2 separate regions of the Mus musculus genome follow, and region 2 is linked to region 1. The links are chromatin contacts, called in public promoter capture Hi-C maps. All regions are on one chromosome and are shown on one strand. The core of a region is the stretch at or near the end of the contact, and the rest is flanking DNA. Distances in the headings are between cores, read along the strand shown.

Region 1 (3,276 bases), core at 501-3,000:
GGCTAAGAGTAGGGCAAGCCCCTCCCCCAGGAAAGTTCTCATGCCACACCCACTCCCTGTCTGAGACCCTTGTCTAAAGGCATCAAACAAAGAACTCGCACTGACTCTCTCCTTAAAAAGCCCCACCCACCCCGGTCAATTTGCCCTTGGTTTTATACTCTTGCCACTCCACTACCAATCCACCTGTTCACCTGTAAGACCCACAATTCGTTCATGCCCGATGGTGGGCTCATTAACTTAGGGACAAAGGTATGCCCTGGTGCACCTCACACCCTGAGAAACTGAAGTGAGAGAAGCAGAAAAGGATACCAGGAGCCTAGAGGGTATCAGCAGGTGCTCTCTGCTTCAACTTGACACTTTACCACCATGACTAGACACAAACTTCAGTGACCACAAACAGGAGTGGCTTAATGCGTGGCAGCCATACAACAAAACATTCTCTGGCCACTAAGAACGCTAAGTGCAAACTGCAGAGATGGCTCAGCGGTTGAGAGCCCTGGCTGCTCTTCCAGGGGACCTGGGTTCAATTCACAGCAATCACATGGTGGCTCACAACCATCTGTAACACCAGTTCCAGGGCACCCAATGCCACCTTCCAGCCTCTGCACGCACATGGTGCACCTACACACACACAGGCAAAACCCTTGTACACATTTTAAAAATCAAGAAGAAGGCTGAACATAGCCAGGAGACAGAGACAGAGACAGAGAAACCTCCATGACTTTGCGAACAGCTTGGTTGACAGAGTGAATTCCGGGCCGGTGAAACCCTGTCTCAAGATGAAGAACGTAGTGGTTAGTTCAAGGATAGATCCGTTATGTGCTTCTGTGCAAGCGAAAGGACCCGAGCCCAGACATCGTGTAAAGTTAGCCATGGTTGCCTGAATCTGTAATCCCTGCACTCCTTTAGCGAGATGTGAGGTGGACAAGAGACTCTCCGGAAGCTTATGGGCCAGGTAGACTGCTGTATGCATGGCAAACAAGGGGGAGATAACTGACATCCAGGCGCTCTCTCTCTCTCTCTCTCTCTCTCTCTCTCTCTCTCTCTCTCTCTCACACACACACACACACACACACACACACACACACACACATACACATACACACACACAAACACACAAATCATGGGTAAGAAAGACATCTGTATTCACGGGCACTTGTAACCCCAGCACTTCGGAGGCTGAGGCAGATGGATTGCTGTGAGTTCCAGGTCAGGCTAGTTAACAGAGTGCCACACACTCTCCACCCCTCCCGCACTGAAAGAGTGATGAGGTAATACAGAGGGTGCCATTTGGTGGCAGAGCACTTGCCCAGCAGGCACAAGGCTCCCGGTCCCATCCCCCAGCACCAAGAGGGACAGTATCTCTCCAGGGACTCCTGTATGGCAATCTCCAGCCTGGGTCCAGTTACAAAACAACACGTCTAGCGCCTCCAGGAGGCGACACGCCCCATCCCCAAAAGGATGCGATCCTGCATATAAACACCTGGAATACTCCAGGGGGGACCCCAAAGTCCAGCCAGGTTCCTGGGGGAGCAGGTGGGCGTCTCAGGAGGCGGGCCTGCAGAAGGGATTATATATCAGCATATACCCTGGTGTACTACAGACAGTGTGACTTTATCAAAGTAAGGGAAATGAAAGGGATTTAGAAGGCTCAATTGCGCATGAAAGGCAGCAGGTGCAGGCAAAAGGCAATAACGAGTAAAGGAGGGCGGGGCCCCTGAGTGATGTCACAGGCAGATAAAGTGGGGGCTGGGCTGCTGTGGGCCGCAAGGCCTCTGGAAGGAGCTGGGGGTTTGTTCTCCGTGCAGCTAATACAACCCATCAACTCTGCCCATGTCAGAGCCTAAGTACTTACTGCAGGTGACCTGGCAGGGTGGTGGTGGCACACGCCTTTAATCCCAGCACTTGGGAGGCAGAGACAGGCGGATTTCTGAGTTCAAGGCCAGCCTGGTCTACAAAGTGAGTTCCAGGACAGCCAGGGCTATACAGAGAAACCCTGTCTCGAAAAAAACCAAAACAAACAAACAAACTGCAGGTGGCCTGGGGTTCACATGAGCACGTCTCAAAAGAAACAATACTCTGGCCAGTCCAAACCAGGAACTGACCAGGCAAATATTTGCTGTACTTACAAACTCCAGGCTAGTGGTTAGGTTTAGAGAAGATTCCCCCATGGGAGACAAGGGTCTGTTTCTAGGTTGTCTCAAGATTTCTTAGCTGGCTTTGGAAGTACTTCGGTTCTCAAACTCAATTCCATTATGTAAGACCCCTAAGGACGGTGACACGAAGGACCAGCCCATCAGGAAGGGGATGGGGCACTGTGGACCAGAGCGGTACAGCCTCAGAGCCAAGCCTAGACCTTGACAGTCTGAATCTTTCCTCTGTGAGTTCCAGACTACCTTGGTCTACATAGCACAAAGCATCAGGGGGCTACATAGAACTTGTCTCAGATCACCTCAACTCTATCTGCCGCTACGAGCACAAGGACTGCCCCCAGAGCTTATGGAAGTCTAACTGCTGTATCCAAGCTAAACACCGGTAGCATCTTAGGAGCTGCGGCTGGAATTATCGTTTTCAGAATACTAAAGGGCAGGTCAGCCCTACTGCCTAAACGCCTCCCTGTCCCACTGGGAGCCCTATGGCCCTGTGGCTTAAACACCTCCCTGATCCATCAGGAACCCAACATCCGGTGACTGTACTGTACACTGATGGGAAGAAACCCAGCTGTCGTCATGGTAATGAAATCACCATAAGGACCGCTTCCAGAAAGCTGAGTCAGACTTTTACTTCTCTAATGATCTGATTCTGAGGAGGGTACATTGCTAAGCGCGTCTCATGTATAAATGTGGGATGATGACAAACAGCCACCACCAGCTGTCTCACAGAGGAATGAATGGTTCACCTTGCATCCAAGAAGTACTTTTTTTTTTCCTCTTCCACCTTCTCTGGACTAGCAGGACACCATTTGCTGGCCCTTCACCAACTTCCTGCCTCCAATCCACCCCCTCAAAATGAGTCTGACTCTGACTGTGTTAACTTGGGTGAGGGAGCAGGCCTGCTTTGTGGAGGAGATGGCACAGTGACTCAGGAACACAGCCTGGACTGGGGCAGGCAACAGAAGCTTCTCCTCTTGGTGACATTTCCCTGAAGTTAGTAAGAGGCCTCCTGGGTATTAAGAGCTAAGAGTGTGATGTAATCCTTCCAGAGCCTGTGTCTTAGGAACCATCAGAAATGATCAGGCTCAGCACTTCCTGCGTGTCCTTTGACTTAAGGGACAGT
Region 2 (3,276 bases), core at 403-2,902, 110 kb after region 1:
GAGACAGAGACAGACAGAGACAGACAGACAGATAGCACAAACCCTTTCAGATTCCATGGATGCTGGTGAAAGCTGTTGTTCTCTGCTGCATCCAAGTCTGCAGAGAATCAAGAAGCCATCAAAACAAACATAGTGCCTCCTGCTTTAATCCCAGCACTTAGCAGGCTGAAGCAGGAGTAGCCTTGTAAGATCAAGGCCAGCCTGGGCCGTATACAGACTTTGACTAAAAGAAAAAAAAAAAAGGAAAACTGAACTCAAAGCATTTGGGCATTTGGGAGGCCAGCCTGTACTGCACCATGAGACCCCGTTACTAGCTAATTAAAAAACAAAAGAAGCCCTTTTGTATCGGGGAGTTTGGAGACTTTGGAGGCCTGTGGCATCCTGGAAGGAGACACTGCCCAGTGTCTTGCCCTGCTAAACAAAAGCTCCTTTGGTGTGTGTGCCAGAAATCTGGGGCCTACTGCCTCCTCCTCTCTCCTCCCCTGCCACCACTCAAAGCAAACAACAACGAAGAGGCCCCCAGGGACAGAGGAGGGCTGTCAATCAACTGGCTGCTGGCTGGCTGGCAACTTGAGGAAGAGATAAATGCCTATTATGTAAAGGCTGAAGTGAGGGCTTTACTTGCTGCAAGGCTCTGATAGAAGGCTCTAGGGGGGAGGGGGAGGAGGAGGGGGACACTCCAGTTCTCCCAAGATGACCTATCAAGCACCTGGAGTCTCATTGGTCAAGCAGCTGAGAGCCACTTTTTTTTTTTTTTTTTGAGACAGAGTCTCTCTAGGTATTCCCAGAATTTATGTAGATCAGGCTGGCCTTAAAGTCCCAGAGATCCCCTTGCCTCTGCCTCCCTAGTGCTGAGATTAAAGGAGGCAATACCACACCCAGCTCCTGTATCTTTTTTTACAGTGTTGAAATGAAAGCCAGGCTTTCCCTGCGCTAAAGAAAGCTGTACCAGGAAGCCCACCAACCGTATGCCTTTTCTTGTAGTCACCAAAAGTCACATGGTTTCCTCGTCCAGGACAAAGCTCATGTTATCTGTACTCAGTCCAAGCACCACTTATGGAACAGAACAAAACTCCGACTCCTAAATTATTGTGTGTGTGTGGCGTGTTTGGGGTGTGTGGTTTGTATGTAATTGTGTGTTTGTATGTGTGGTGTATCTGGCTTGTGTGTGAACTTGTGTGTGAGCTATCTGGGATATGTGAGGTGTGTGTCTCGTGTGTTTGTATGAATGTGGGGGGTGTGTATGGAGTATACGGGTGCCTGTGTGGTTTGTGTGAGAGGGCTGTATGTGTGTGAGTTTGTGTGTCCGGTGCGTATGTGTTGTATGTCTATGGGGTATGTAGTTTGTGTGTGTGTGTGTGTTTCCTATCTGTGGGGTATGTGAGGTGTGTGTATGGGTGTGGGGGTATGTGGAGGTGTCTTTGTGGGGGTTGCTTGTGAGTGTGTGTCTGGTGTGTGTCTAGTGTGTGTATGTGATGCTGGGGATAGGGCCTCACAACCCATGGTTCTTTGAGGACAGCTAAACTGACCAAACACTCCCAAACTTGGCTTCCGGTTAGTTGAGTCATCAGTGGACAGCATTTCCTTAGCCCCAGGGTTAGTCACGGGCAGCATGTGACCTGCCTGCAGGCAATGAATGTCAGCTATTAGCTAGAACTCCAGGAGGGAAGCACTCTCTCCCTGGCTTCCTCCCCGCCCAGGATCTCTCTATCTCTCTGGCAGTTGCTTCTATTTATTTAGTCAATTAGCTATTTGCCTGTGTGTGTGTGTGTGTGTGTGTGTGTGTGTGTGTGTAAGTGGAACTGGCAAAGGACTAACATTCATGAATTAGGTCTTCCCAACACTTTATAGGTCCAAGGGAGGGATCTCAGATTGAGAGTGAGTGAGCATCTCTATTTATCTCTGGGGCTTCTCACCAGCTCTGGTCTCTGGTTTTAACTTTCTCTTTCCCTTTTCCCTCTCCCTCCTTTCCTCCATCTCCTTTTCTCCTTCCTTCCTTCCTTCCTTCCTTCCTTCCTTTCTTTCTTTCTTTCTTTCTTCTTTTTGTTTCCTTGGGCTAGGGTCACAAGGCTGGCCTTAAACTAGCTGTGTAACTAAGGAATACCCTGAATTCCTGACCTCGCCCGTGCCTCCCTGGAGCGAGGAACGCTGGCTTTCTCGGTCACACCCGGTCCTAGGGTGTGGTTGCTGATAGGCTCCTAACCTAGCTACTTCCCCAGGCCTACTTTCCCTTTTCTTTTCCTGACCTTCAAGTAAGCCTCCTGCCTCAGCTTTCCGAGTGCTGAAACGATGACTCTTGAAACTTTAAAATTGAATTGTATTTGTTATTACTATGGGTGACAGGGCAGGCAAGCTCCTGCCATGGTATGCGGACCCCTCTTTGTACTGTGGGACTTCTCAGATCAAACTCAGGTGGTCAGGCTGCTTGGCAAACAGGTCCACCCTCTGTGCCATCTTGATGGCCTAGAACGCAACTAGCTTTATATCCCTCAACTTATATCTATCGTATAAATGTCACGCCGTTCACTCGTGAATAACAGAACACAAGGAAGCAGAAACATCGTTAAGGAGAAATGTACCCGCATGCTTAGCTCAGAAATTCCGGTGGGCGGCTGATCCGTAATCTCGGGGATATCGAGTTCAGAGTAACTCCAGGCTGAGACTTCATCTCAGGCTAAACAACACAAACAGAGCGGAGCCTCAGATCCTCACTTGAGTCTGTAGAGAGCTTGCCTAGCAAGCTTGAAGCCCTGGGCTCAAGCCCCAGCCCCAGGGAAATCGGGTGTGGCTCGGCTCATTACTGGCATGCAGGAGAATCAGAAGTTCAAACTCACCCTCAGATGTATCTGCAGTTTGAGGGCCGCCTGACATACACGAAACCTCATCTCAAACAAAACCCAATCAACAAAGCAAAAACACAAGCACTTCTCTGGAACGATCAGTACACCAAAGAGGAGTATAAGACTCTGACTAGCCAAAGCTTATCTTGTCCCTTTGAACCCAAAAGTGGGGTCTTTTTTCTGATCCAAACAGATAAGAATGTAGATGAAGGAGCTGAGGGTAGTGGTGATCGGGAGGCAGACGCAGAGGCTGCTGGATCTCTGTGAGATCAAGGCTAGACTGGTTTACATGGTGAATTCCAGGATAGCCAGAGTTACATAGTAAGGCTAGGTCTGGGGGGGGGGGGGAAGAGTAGGTAAAGGTCTGGAAAGTAGATAAGGCTCAGTGGCTTGTGGCTCTTGCAGAAGACCCAGGTTCAGTTCCCAGCAGCCAACA

The links. Capture Hi-C pulls out chosen DNA fragments and counts their contacts.
Region 2: a promoter capture Hi-C map of pancreatic islet shows a contact between it and region 1. The contact joins two enhancer-like sites. A contact is called at or near these places in 1 of 484 Hi-C or Micro-C datasets (centroblasts), 7 of 115 datasets of contacts at active chromatin or transcription factors (bone marrow-derived macrophages, embryonic stem cells, extraembryonic endoderm stem cells and 3 more) and 3 of 9 other capture datasets (adipose tissue, liver and pancreatic islet).

What each region holds. Positions count from the first base shown.
Region 1 is chr2:165,853,056-165,856,331 of GRCm38.p6, forward strand. All of the region lies in intron 2 of Zmynd8 (zinc finger, MYND-type containing 8), which reads right to left. Among named protein-coding and RNA genes, the nearest start is that of Gm11465, 27 kb to the right of the region's middle. Within about 2 kb of position 1,751, at least 77 of the 459 cell types and tissues checked have an H3K27ac peak or open chromatin away from gene starts, as enhancers often do. A contact at or near this core is called in pancreatic islet, where this site is marked.
Region 2 is chr2:165,967,434-165,970,709 of GRCm38.p6, forward strand. No RefSeq gene overlaps it. Among named protein-coding and RNA genes, the nearest start is that of Platr29, 13 kb to the right of the region's middle. Within about 2 kb of position 1,653, at least 167 of the 459 cell types and tissues checked have an H3K27ac peak or open chromatin away from gene starts, as enhancers often do. A contact at or near this core is called in pancreatic islet, where this site is marked.